2 separate regions of the Sus scrofa genome follow, and region 1 is linked to region 2. Evidence: chromatin contacts called from public Hi-C data. All regions are on one chromosome and are shown on one strand. Each heading gives the region's core, a stretch centred on a gene start, on an enhancer-like site or on the middle of the called end of the contact. The rest is flanking DNA. Distances are from core to core; before and after follow the strand shown.

Region 1 (6,639 bases), core at 1,707-4,206, 400 kb before region 2:
TTAAGGATCCAGTGTTGCCACAGCTGTGGCTCAGATCTGATCCCTGGCCTGAGAACTCCATACGCTGGGTGGCCAAAAAAAAAAAGAATGGCATCACCTCTGTGCCTCTGAAGCAAATGTCCCCTTAAGTCCTTGGATTCTAAATGTATGTCTTTGGACCACATATTTAAGGTGCTTGTTCTCATTAGATATTGGAAATGGGTGATAATTTCTGCTCTAGAGAAACAGATAACCTTCACTTGAATATCAGTATTCCAGTTACTTGGAAAAATAGTTTGTGGCTGGAAAATAAATACATCTGTGCTTTTATTTGGCTCATCTATGTTATACACATAGACTTTTTAAAATTTCTGTCCTGTTTTCCAGAAATGGAATCATACTCTATACACTCTACACAGTTGTTTGCATTTTGTTTTACTCATCAGTACTTCATAGAAATCCTTTCAATTCAACTGGTATAGCTCCATTTTATTCTCATTAATGGCTGCATAATATTTTATTAGTGGATAATCACTTTGTTCCCATGTTTTTGTTAGTTTCCTCTGGGATTTGGTGATTTTTTTTTCTGTTTTGCTACTATGAATAATCTCTATTCCTATCCAAACATCTTATTTCTGAGACTCTATCCTGTACAAATAAAATCACCAGTCCCTAAAAGGGATTTTAGAGTCAAAGAGCATATGAATTTTAAATTGTAATAGGTTCTTCCAGGTAGTCTTCTAAAAAAACTAAAATGATTTGCATTTCTATTAACACAGAAATGCTGAAAAGGATTTGAGGAGATCTGAATGAGGTACCAACCCTGTACACTACAGAGTAGGGGAAAAGTAAATGAAAATCTATAAAAAGAGGATAATTAAGTCTATTATGGTTGAGTTGAAACTCAGCAAAATATACATGATATTAAAGATTGTAAATATGAAGACTGTACTGATATGTGAAAAAATGTGGAAAATCTTAAATGAGTTCATGAAAATGGGTGCCAAAATGTCCTCTGTTGGTCATAATGCACTATAACACTAAATAAACACTAAATAACACTAAAATGTTATTAGAGAATGAAAAATGATAAGCCTCAAAATTATATTTCTTCTTGGAGTTCCCTTTGTGGCACAGTAAGTTAAGAACCCGACAAGGGGTCCGTGAGGATGTGAGTTTGATCCCTGACCTTGCTCAGTGGCTTAAGGATCTGGTGTTGCCACAAGCCGTGGCATAGGTCACAGATGTGGCTTGAATCTGGTGTCACAGATGTGGCTTGAATCTGGTATTGCTGAATTTCAATTAGACTCCAACCCAGGGAACTTCTATATGTCACAGATGCGGCTGTAAAAAGAAAAAAAAATTACTGTCATCCCCTACTGCAATCACGTAAAGTCTGTGTTTAAATGTCAATAAACAGAAAGTTTGGAAATGGATTTTAAATAAAACTATTTTAATTTAAAAATATTCTCAAAACTATTGACTGCAAGAAAATGTATCAAATGGTAATAGTGGTTCCCTATAGGCATTTCTCTTTCTTTTTGCCTGTTCATTTTTCCTGTGTTTTAGTTCACGAGCTTGATTATTTGAAAACCTTTTTCAACCTAAAAGAGTGCATTTACAGTAGAGGCATCTCTGCTATACTTGGACTTACTCCACATAAGTGGTTCATCCATCCAGGTAGTCACCCTGCACATTCTGATTTTGGGTCCAAGCTCATGGCCTAGCACTGCTCTGTTAAGAAAAACACCTATGTGAAGAAACAGTGGGGTACAGCTGCTGGCTTTTCTCAAACCCATTCCCTTCTTTCCTGGCACAAATCAGGATGTCTTCCCTGCATGCGCCATAGGTAGGTGTGTACCTGTGACCAAATTTTAGACAATGGATCTAAGCAGAAGTGGCAGGTATCATTTCCAAAAGGGCCCATGGCAGCCTTTCCACCTGCAGTGCTGCAGGCTTTTCTTACTCCTGCGGGCTTGATGGAAATGCGCTTGGTGATCCCAGAGGCCTCTGGTGCATGAGGAGCCCCAACTTGACAGACATGCCTGCCCATCATCAGTGCACACTGCTCAGAAACTCTCATTTTCTTTCTTTCTTTTTTTTTTTTTTTTTTTTTTTTTTTTTTTTGTCATACCATGGCACACAGACGTTTCCAGGCCAAGGATCAAACCCATGCCACAGCAATGGCAACACCAGATCCTTAACCCGCTGAGCCACCAGGGAACTCCCAGAAACACTCATTTTCAATGTGAGGCAAGCAAGACAGTCAGTTCTAATTATATGAAGCTACCGAGATAGGAGTGTTTGCAAAAAAAGAAAAAGAAAAGAAAAGAAAAAAAAAACCTCTCAACTAAAGGAAAGGGACAGAGATGAGGAATGACAACAAATTCAGTTGGAAAGTACAATAAAAGTCAACTTTGAATAATTGGATCTCTACAGCTATTCCACATCAGTGGTGTTTATATAAGAGTAGTTTCCTCCGAAGTCTTTAGCAACTCATGAATCACGGTGCTTATCCTCACCCAGAGACAGCTCCGGGGACAAGGGAAAGGAGCCTGTGATGGGAGGGAACCCCCACGGGCCCCATGTTCATGTTTCAACCTTTATCCTCGCCCTGGGAAGAAGCAGAATATCATCTCCAGGTGTCCTCCACTATCTTTTCTTCACCCCCACACTCAGCTATTACCAGCACCCCCACCATTCTTAGACACACCCTGCATTTACTATGTGACAACTGAGCAGGTTATTCTGTGTGACTGGCGGAGACATAGCCGCAGGGCTGTCAGAAGACCTGGGCCCCAGGCCCCATGGAGAAACAACCTGGAAGCCGGAATCGAGCCCCTGAATCTCCCTCTGACTGTTTTTCATCCGCAGAACAGACGTCAAGAAGATTATGGGCCACTTACCTCACGGGGCTGTTGTGAAGGGCAGAGTGAGATCATAGGCTTAAATAAGATGCAAGGTATTGTATTTATTTCTAGAACTGGCAGAAATACAAAACTAACTGACTTCCTAGCCTCGAGGAAGTTGCCTGAATAGTGTTTCATATGGACTTTTAGCCCAAGGATTTTGAAGATCCCTCAAACATTTCCTTGCTTTCCCTAAACAAGCCAGCTATGGTCCATCTCTTTGGCCAATGAGAGGTTGCTGTAAATCTACAAATCAGGACCTTGCTTTCAACAGCTACCAATTCCCACACTCATCTGGATACGCTGCATTAGAATGCTCAATAGTTACTACGTTACTAAGTCTCCTACAAAATATTTCCTATTCTTATGTAATGGTAGGAACCCTCATGCTCTTCTCAGAGTCAGTCTCCAATGTTAGAAGGGCTCATCTCTCTTCCTGGGTCACCTTGTTGTTCTTATACATCATTCTTCTCTATCATGTTCTTTGCCTCCACTTTAACACAATGTCCCCAAGTCCTAAAAATGCTCAGCTCACCCACGTCACCGAGAGGCCAGATTTGCAAGGATGCTTGCAGGGGAATACAGGAAGTTCAAATTTGGCTGTGCTATTAAGTGCATTCAGAGGAACACCAGTTCATGGTCACATTCAGTACAGCTGCTTGATGTATTAACTCACATTCAGGAGTCCAAAATTTCATGTGTGGCCGCTTCCTGTTTCCAGTTTTGAAGGAACTTGTCAGGTTTCTCTGCAACTGCACCACAGCTTGAGGTGGTGAAGGTGGCTGGAGAAACGCTCTCCGTTGTTTGAAGGTTGGAACAGGACATTTCTTCACCCTGAGCTTCTGCGAGGCTCTGACAAGCAGACAAGACAGATGAGCCTGGCATGTGGAACAGTTCTCCTCTGTGGGGTTAAGTCCCTTGCAGGGAGAGCAGGACTCTGAACTTGAGGTTGATTCACATGGGCCTATCTTAGCAAAAATTTTTCTCAACAGTCGAGACCTAGAGCTACATGCTGCTGTCTGAGTGTGGGGAGAGGATTTAGAAACGACATTGTGTGGTGCCTACAAGTGGTGCTATTCCATGCTGATTAAGAGTCCAGCCTTTTGCCAAGCCTGTGCCCCTTCAGCTGCCACCATCCAGACTTTATCTGTCCTCAGGGACAGTCCCCAGAGCCCCTGACCCCTGAGGCTCACCACAGTCATTCCCACCCACCCCATCTCTCCTTTTTCAGGGACACCCCAGCAGCTGCAGTCACTTGATATGAGTTTAAGGAGGATGACAGGTTATTAAAGAAAAGACGTGGAGTTCCCATCATGGCTCAGTGGTTAACAACTGGGAACCATGAAGTTGAGGGTTAGATCCCTGGCCTCGCTCAGTGGGTTAAGGATCCGGTGTCATGAGCTGTGGTGTAGGTTGCAGATGCGGCTTGGATCCCGCATTGCTGTGGCTGTGACGTAGGCTGGGGGCTACAGCTCCAATTCGACCCCTAGCCTGGGAACCTCCATATGCCGCGGGAGCGGCCCTAGAAAAGGCAAAAAGACTAAATAAATAAATAAATAAATATTTAAAAAGTAAACAAAAGACTTCATTTCTTGCTACTCATCCTAAGTGGACTTGTCTGTTTCCCTCCTTCCTACACACACGCACGTATGTACCCACACATGGGCATAAGCTGGTGTGCAGAGGAAAAGCCCAGACCTTAACAAAATTACTCCCCTTCTTTGAGTTTCTTTGTCCCTTCCTCAAATTGGAGGTGATGTAACCTATCTAAATGAGGGGCCATTTTGAGGCTGGGGTGCCGAGTTCATACCAAATATCCCCTTCCTAGTAGCTTTTCTCCAAATTATTTAATAGATCTTATGAAATGTCTTGATTGGTTTTGCCACTGACTTTTCCGTATGAAGACATACGAGAGGCAGGAGAGTGTAGGAGTTCAAAGTGCTGCTCTAAATTCATTTCTGTTTCTTTGCTGTGTGGCCCTGGGCAAGGGACATAACCGCTTTCTGACTTCATTTCTTCATCTATAAAATTGGGGATAACAGGGACCCAGCTCACTGACGTGTTGTGAGGATTAAATGAGATCATGTAAGCAGGCCTTCAGCATAGGGCCTGGCCTATCATACATGTCCAGTAAGAATTAGCAGTTTTAATATGATTATTATTGTTATTTATTATCATGGCTGAGCAAGAAGCAGAGGACAATTGACACCACCAGTAGAGATGGGCTCTGAGCGATTTTCATGTGCTGAGGAAAATCCTCCTTTGCCCGTCCCTTCTTACACTGTCCAGTGGGCAGCTGGAGTTGTCTGCCTTGTGGACACTTTATTCTAAGAAGCTTATTCAGTGTGCTGACGGCTTTTGATCTCCCTGATTTTGACTCGTAGAACATCAAGAGGAAAATACTGCGTGATGTGTGTGTCATGATATCGTGGTTTCCTTCTAACAGGAGCAGGAAAGATAATACCATGGGTACTGCAGGCTTGTTGTGTAGCTATCTGAATGGAGGGATCCAAGCCCTAAAACCAACACCATTTACCCAATTGTCTTTGAAGAAAAGTAACTGTTAATCATAAAGTGGAAAGAATCTTTGGGAAAACTTTATCAGTATTATCAGCCTATTAGTTTAACATGGTCTAATCCTTCCCCAGACTATTTACTCAGGCACATTAAGGGCTTCTGGGTTAACCCTCCCCGTACTGTGGGGCTCCAGTTGGGGGCAACCTGTTCTCATTGGCTGTTTTTACCCAGAATGTGAAGGATACACGATCACCTTGTGCAAAGAACAAGAAGAACATTCTGGTGTCAGTGCCAGCAGCTCCCGTGTTTTCACTTCCAGCAAATACCAAGTCCTTCCATCTTTCACCCGCTTATATGTGGAGAGACTGAACAAAACGTTCTGACATGAGCTTGTTTCAAAACGTCTACCAGGGAAGCAACTTGAGAGATTGAGTAGGGAGGCTGTGGGTGTATTACCCTGGTCATGCTTAAGGAACTTGGAAAACAGAGTCCGAAAATGAGGTGGAGGTGGGGAAAATGACGGCAGAGATAACTTGGCAGTGACACAAAAGCGAACCAACAAAACAACAGCACAACCTGAAAGGAGAATTGAAGAGGCTGAGCAGGGAAAGGGGATGTCAGGTTGACAACTTAGCTAGAAATCTGGACACTGTAAGAGACAATTTAGTGCTGGGTCATGCCCTGGGCTGAATTTATTGCTGCTTTCCTTGTTAACTCGCCTCATGTTTAAAGTCAAAACTGCCATGGGGATTTTATCATCTCCATCATGTATGATCTGCCTTAAAATACGAACCCCGAAGGAAGTCTCCTCCGCTCTGAGGTTTCTTACCCTAAGCGGCAGGATGATGCGCTTCCCATCAAAGAGGGAAAAGCAGAGGATTTAAGGATGCTGAGGTAGATATTTTTTAGGTAGTGGATTTGAAAGGAGGTTCTGAATTCGGCCTGTGCTCTGAGAAATCAGCGAGGCAGGGAGGAGGAGGGAGTGGGCTGGCCTGAGGGACGATGGCAGGGACACAGGTGAGGGTGGACACGTGGAGGCCAGTAAAGGAGTAGGGCGGAGCGCGCCGACCTCCGGGCGGCCTGGGACTGAGGTCCAGCCTTTGCCACTTGCCAGGGCTTGTGCTGCCAAAGACAGAGGGGCCAGATGATTCTGCTCCCTGCTCGCCCCTCAGGAGATTAAAAAGTAAACCCTAATTTGAAGCTACGTTTTGTCAGTTTCAGGTGAGTAGAAAAG
Region 2 (6,520 bases), core at 581-3,080:
TCCTTATGAAGCAGTTTCACATATTATTTCACTTAATCTGATCTTTCAACACGTGTTTAATGGATGCCTGCTAGGATGTGTCAGAATCTGTTCTGAGCACTGGGAATACAATCATGACCAAGATTGGCAGAGGCTGTGCCCTCACAGAATTTATGTTCTGGTTGGGGGAGAAAAACAGTGAACAAGGAAAAATGGTACAGTGAGGGGACCAGGGTAAGAAAGGGTGGGGACTGGTTGTTACACTCAGAGTCGTCGGGGAAGCCCTCTTTGGTGAGGAGACATTTGAGCAGATGCCTGAAGGAAGTGAGGGGTGAGCCCTGTGAATGTTCATGGGAAAGTCGTTGAAGGTGGAGGGAACAGCAGATGCAAGGCCCAGGGGTAGAAAAGTGGGTGGCATGTTTGGGAAAGAAAAAGGAGGCAGTGAGAGGCTGGGGTGGGAGGATGCCAGGGGCCTGGACCATGGAGGGATTCTGTTTTCTTTCCCAGGTTAGAGGCAAAGCCTTTGGAGGGTCCTAAGCACAGGAGGAAAGCAGGGCGAGGAGGCAAGGGGACAGAGCACTGAAACCAGGTCAGGGTGAGACTTGAGTCGCTCTGCCCATGCCTCCCCGGACAGACACATGACAAGAGAAGGTCGGATGTACTCATGACATTAGGAGACACCGGGCTAGATCCAGTTTTGAGTAAAAAATCTGGGGAGTTCTCATTGTGGCTCAGTGGGTTACAAATCCAACTAGTATCCATGAGGATGCAGGTTCAATCCCCAGCCCTGATCAGTAGGTTAAGGTCCTGTGTTGCCACAAGCTGCAGCATAAGTCACATATGTGTTTTGGATCCAGTGTTGCTGTGGCTGGGGTGTAGGGTGGCAGCTACAGCTCCAATTTGACCCCTAGTCTAGGAACCTCCATATGCTATGGGTGTGGCCCTAAAAAAAAAAAAAAAAGGAAGAAAAAGAAAGAAACCTGGGCGAGGGGTGGCAGTCACTAGATTCGGAAGACCATTTTGCAAAAATCAAAGCCTCTAACCAGTTCCCTGGAGAAGAAAAGTTGCTTGTGATCTGAGCTACCAACTGTGAGAGAGCCCCACAGCGAGGGTAGGGGACCCCATTAGAATCCCTTCAGGGAACTTTATCTCCTTCTCCACCAGGCTAGGGAGCCTCCAGGCTCCTCAGAGGAAGCTGCCAAGAGGTTCGGTCCTCAGAGAGGAGACGGACCTGCATCAATCACTTGAGTATTTATCCAGTGCTGACATGCCCACAGCTGCGATAGGCCAGCAAGAAATCCTGGTCCCTGTCATCAATTTGTTTATAATTTGGCTCAACAGAGATGGGACTCACATAAAATGCTTTGTAAGCAAACCCCTGAGGTTAAACCAAAGGCTCACCCAGAATAGGTCCTTAACAAATAGCTGTGATGGGAACTGTTAAAACTTGTAGGAGTTGGGATAGAGGAGAGATCCCCATCTTGACACTCCTGGGAAGGCTCCAGGGCTCGGGGGCAGAGTGTAGGACGTGCCCTGGATGGAGAAGTTCTCAGGCCAAGGGAGAGGGATGAGCAAGGCTTCCATCTGCACCGGGTCCCCAGGGACGTGGCTAACACGAGAAAGCTGCATGTTGTTAGGTGTCTGCTGCACAAGCACTTTTGTCCCGCTGTCCCTTGATCTTTCTTACTGATATAACGATACCGCCCTTCCCTATTGCGTTTTATCCTCGAAGAGACTGCAACATTGGGGGTAATGGGGAAACCTGTGATCCTGTGCCTGGCCTGCCTGCTGTTGGAGAGATCCTCTCACTAGATGGAGATGGTGTCCTTGCCAGCAACAGGCGGTGGTGACTCTCTGCCATCTGCTGGCACACTCCCCTCCAGCCACAGAAAGGCCAGGCCTGAGTTAGCTCCGTAAGGACGTCTGGGGGCATTTCCCCTAATCCTCAAGAGGCCTGAGCCACAGGCCCTCAGGCAGGCCCCTCCCAAACCTGGGGAAGGGTCCCGGAGTGGTTCATAGGGTCACATTGTTTGTAAAATAGGTGAAAGTAATATTTTGTTTTGTTTCCCACCTTTGGCCGCAACCATCACATAAGGAAGTTCCCGGCCAGGGATCGAATCCGAGCTGCAGCTGCAGCAGCTCTGGATCCTTAAGCCGCTGTGCCACAGTGGGAACTCTAAAAGTCATATATTTCAAGGGCAATTGGTGAAGACTACTTAGTGTTTGCACTCCCACTTTTCTTCTGCTTCTCTGTGTCAAGGGCAGACATCGACATGGCTTGTGGTGGCTTCTCTGTATGTTGAAGTGATTGCTAAGCCAGCCTGGTATGGACATGGCTTCTAGGACCACGCCTCTCCCCCTCCCTGCCTGGTGGTGTGATGAAAGAAGGCAGGGCCAAGAGGGTCCGTCAGGATACATGTGTCCCATGGCCCCCTCATACATGGGTCGTGCGGGAGAAAAAACATTTGCAATAAAGGCAACTGGAAGCTGGCCTGTGAAAAATTCTTCCAATCATCGGACATGTAAATGGTGAGCCAAAGATTTAGGTATTAACACCTAGTCAAAATGGCCTGGTCTCCAGTCAAGATATTAGGGATGGGGTGTGTGTGGGGGAAGCATTTACAATAAAGGGATTTCTTAATAAAAATATGTTCCCCCCATCCCCGATTTGGAAATATTTGTAGTCTTTTTTCCTAATTGCAATTTGCTGTGATTTATTTTTCTCATTCTAAATAAAAATTTACTGGAGTTCCTGTCGTGGCTCAGTGGTTAACGAATCGAACTAGGAACCATGGGGTTGCAGGTTCAATCCCTAGCCTTGCTTGGTGGGTTAACCATCCGGTGTTGCCGTGAGCAGACCCGGCTCGGATCCTGCGTTGCTGTGGCTCTGGCATAGGCCAGCAACAACAGCTCCGATTCGACCCTAGCCTGGGAACCTCCATGTGCCACGGGAGCGGCCCAAGAAATGGCAAAAGGACCAAAAAAAAAAAAAATTACTTTAATGTCTACGTTTGTATTTGTGATTTTCTATTGTTTTCCTAAAGAGGACATCCCAAATTATATAAGCTCCAGGCCCCACAAAAACCTTGATCTTGAATGTCCATATTAACTTGAATACCTCTTTTGCCAAAACCATGGAAGGCACTGATTTCTGTTTGTCTGGTCGAGAGGCTATGTGCTACAGACTAGGGTCAGAGACTGGAGCTGGACTGCCAGGGTTCAAATGCCATGGGAAGAATGAGCCACCACACCTTAGGAGGTACTTCATACATGTTAAATGTATGATTAGTGCTTTTGACCTGTCAGTTCTCATTCTGAATACTTAGATACAACAATTACAAAACATAGAACTTTAATAATTTGTAACCCTGTTTTATGTTCAATCATTTTTTTTCTTTTTTTAAGGCCATACCTGTGACACATGGAGGTTCCCAGGCTAGGGATTGAATCAGAACTACGGCTGCTAGCCTACACCACAGCCACAGCAACGCAGGATCCCAGCCACATCTGCGACCTACATCACAGCTCACAGCAACGCCAGATCCTTAACCCACTGAGCAAGGCCAGGGGTCGAACCCACAACCTCATTGTTCCTAGTTGGATTCGTTTCCACTGCGCCACAACAGGAACTCCTATTTCAGTCATTGTTAACTGAAACACTATTTTAAAAGAAAAGAGTAAATTAAGGCTTTGTGTTCATTTCATCCATTTCACACCAGAAGGTAACGTGGGGATGGGGTGCAGGTGTCAGATGAATTCGGCTTGAAGAAAGAGGCATGCGAAAGAGAGTACGTGAAAGGCAGAGCTCCCTCCAACAGCAGAAAGATCCCCCTGCCCCAGGGCTAAGCCATGGAGTCCTAATGGCAGCAGCAGCTCTTCAGGTCACTAAGAGGATTTTACTGACCCCTCGTGGGAGAGAGGAGTTGGTGCACCAAGGAAGACACCAGTCCAGGGAATTTTTTTTTTCCTACAATCCTTCAGGGAAAAACTCAAGAAGGGGGAAGGTGAGGTATGTTACTAACCGCCTGGGTTCTTCCCATTCAACTTGAAACTCTCATTGACAGTCAATTCTCACATCACCTTTTTTCCTGACAGACCTCAGAGCTCCCATCAAAGGCAGGTGTGCGATATCAGGTTGTGGTTTAAAAAAAAAAAAAAAGATAGGAAGGGAGGGAGGGGAGATAAGAAAAAGAAAACTAATGTTGGAACCCTAGTGCAGCTACTAACTAAATGAAAAACTGAGAAATTTGCTGAATTTCTCTGAACCTCCCCATCCTCACAGGTAAAATGAAATTCAGTGACGGAATCAGACGATATGTATAATGCACTGTGTGTGGTAGGTACTCAATAAGTGCTTACGTTGCTATCCTGACGCACAAGAATGTCACATTTACTCACCGTCTTGACGTTTATTAGGCAGTTACTTCACACCTAGAACATCCCCTTAAAAAGAGAAAAAAATTTAGAGGTTTCTCTTTAATGAACAATTTCCTCAGTTGAGGCCCGGTCTGACAGCCTCTGACCACACACACAGATAGAAAACACTTCTTGTTCAGGAAGCTTGGTTTCCCCTGTGCAAGCAGAATTCCAGGTGGGGGCACAGAGAACACCACCTGCCCTCCCCAGTGGGGCCAGCAGGACGGTGTGTCTTCCTTCACCTTCACATAGGAAATGCCTAAGGTCCCACACAGAGGTAAATACTCTGCTGAAACCAGAGGGAGATGATTCCTATTTTTTCCAACCTGCAGTCTGAGGTTCCTATGTTGTGAAATAACAAGCCCTCAGGATTCCTGGGACATAATGGGATGGAGAGGAGGTGCAGGACAGCATGGTGGCAGTGCTTTTCCCCCGCAGGAGACACTGGGGTGACGCCTTCTTGCTCTTTTCTTCTTCCCAGGGGAGAGGAGATCAGGCTGAAGGATAACAGATGCTGAACTTGAAGGGACTGGGTTAGAGGAAACCAAACTGCCTGGCTTAGGATAACTTCGCCAGAGCCCTGGAATGATGCCCACAACTTTCCAGGCAACCCTGACCTCCCTCCTTACCAAGCCAGGGCGGCCCAGAAGAAGACTTTCCAGGCCACGCTCCCAAGGCCCCTCAGCTCTGGAATGATAACTTCTACTTTTCCTTTTCTTGTCTCCCTCTACAGAGCAATTTATTTTAAAAGTTATTCTATGTAATTAAGTATTAGAAGTCACTGCAAAAAAAACACAATAAAACAAAAAACCTTCATTTCCACACCCCAAAGTCAGAGCCACTAGCGCTATCAACACTATTGAGTTGTTAGAGGATTACGATGCATGGGTAACACATTCGGCATGGTTCTTGGCTCATAAGAAGAACTCAATAAATATCAGCTGTTAAAAAAAAATAAATATGAGTTCCCATCATGGCTCAGCAGAAACGAATCTGACTAGCATCCATGAGAACGTAGGTTCGATCCCTGGCCTTGCTCAGAGGGTTAATGCTCCGGCATTGCTGTGAGCTGTGGTGTAGGTCGAAGACGTGGATCAGATCTAGCGTTGCTGTGGCTGTGACATAGGCCATCAGCTACAGCTCTGACTCGACCCCTAGCCTGGGAATTTCCATATGCCACGCGTGTGGCCCTAAAAAGATATAAATAAATAAATAAATAAATAAATAGTAAAAGTCATTGTTACTAAAATGTGAGAGGTTAGGTAAAGACCTTCGGCATAGTATGCATACCTGTGTTTTTTTAGAAAGGGAGGAACCAATATAATTGGTTCCTTAAAAAAAGACTAAATAAATAAATAAAATAAATAAGGACCTGCTGTATAGCACAGGGAACGCTACTCAATATTCTGTCTAACCTATATGGGAAAAGAATCTGAAAAAGAATGGATATATGTATATGTAAGCTGACTCACTTTGTGTACACCTGAAACTAATACAACACAGTAAGTCAACTATGTTCCAATAAAATTTTTTCAAAAAAGAAAGTAGAAAAAGTAAATAAAAATAATGGAGGGTATATAAACCATAATTATTTATAATTATTAAAAACCATATTATTTATAGTTTAATTTCTTTATTTAAATTAATTATTAAATTAATAACTATGTAATTATTTTATAACTATTATTTACATGGGAATGGAGGTTGGAAGGGACAGGAATGGAAGAATACATCTTGTTTTGTATAACTGATTTTGGAAAAATGTACATATTTTACATAATTTGAAATGAAATTGAATAAGGCAATTCTTAATATCCAAAAATGAAAGTAAACCTGTATACCCAGTTGGTAGCATAATCACACAGAGAGGGCTACTCCAAGGACTGTAAAACACAGAACTTTGAGTAAAACATCCCCAGTGGGAAATACTCCAACATTAGAAAGAACTATAAAAAAAATTAACTGTTTCTGCAAATTATATTGTTGGTGAAAACATTGTGCTTATGCAATAAAAAGCAAATATATTTATTAAATAATTGAAAAGACATGTAGATATACAATCAATGAGGCTAAATAGAGAACCAATTGTCCTGAATTTGAATAGAAAGTTCAGTTTGAACACATG

What was found. A called contact is a pair of places that touch in the nucleus more often than the background predicts.
Region 1: a Hi-C map of embryonic fibroblasts shows a contact between it and region 2, with 1.7 times the contacts expected there. The contact joins two enhancer-like sites. A contact is called at or near these places in 3 of 47 Hi-C or Micro-C datasets (embryonic fibroblasts, fetal heart ventricle and heart right ventricle).

Annotation. Positions count from the first base shown.
Region 1 is chr6:107,466,963-107,473,601 of Sscrofa11.1, reverse strand. No RefSeq gene overlaps it. Among named protein-coding and RNA genes, the nearest start is that of GATA6, 190 kb to the right of the region's middle. Within about 2 kb of position 2,956, at least 5 of the 83 cell types and tissues checked have an H3K27ac peak or open chromatin away from gene starts, as enhancers often do.
Region 2 is chr6:107,062,386-107,068,905 of Sscrofa11.1, reverse strand. No RefSeq gene overlaps it. Among named protein-coding and RNA genes, the nearest start is that of MIR133A-2, 67 kb to the right of the region's middle. Within about 2 kb of position 1,830, at least 3 of the 83 cell types and tissues checked have an H3K27ac peak or open chromatin away from gene starts, as enhancers often do.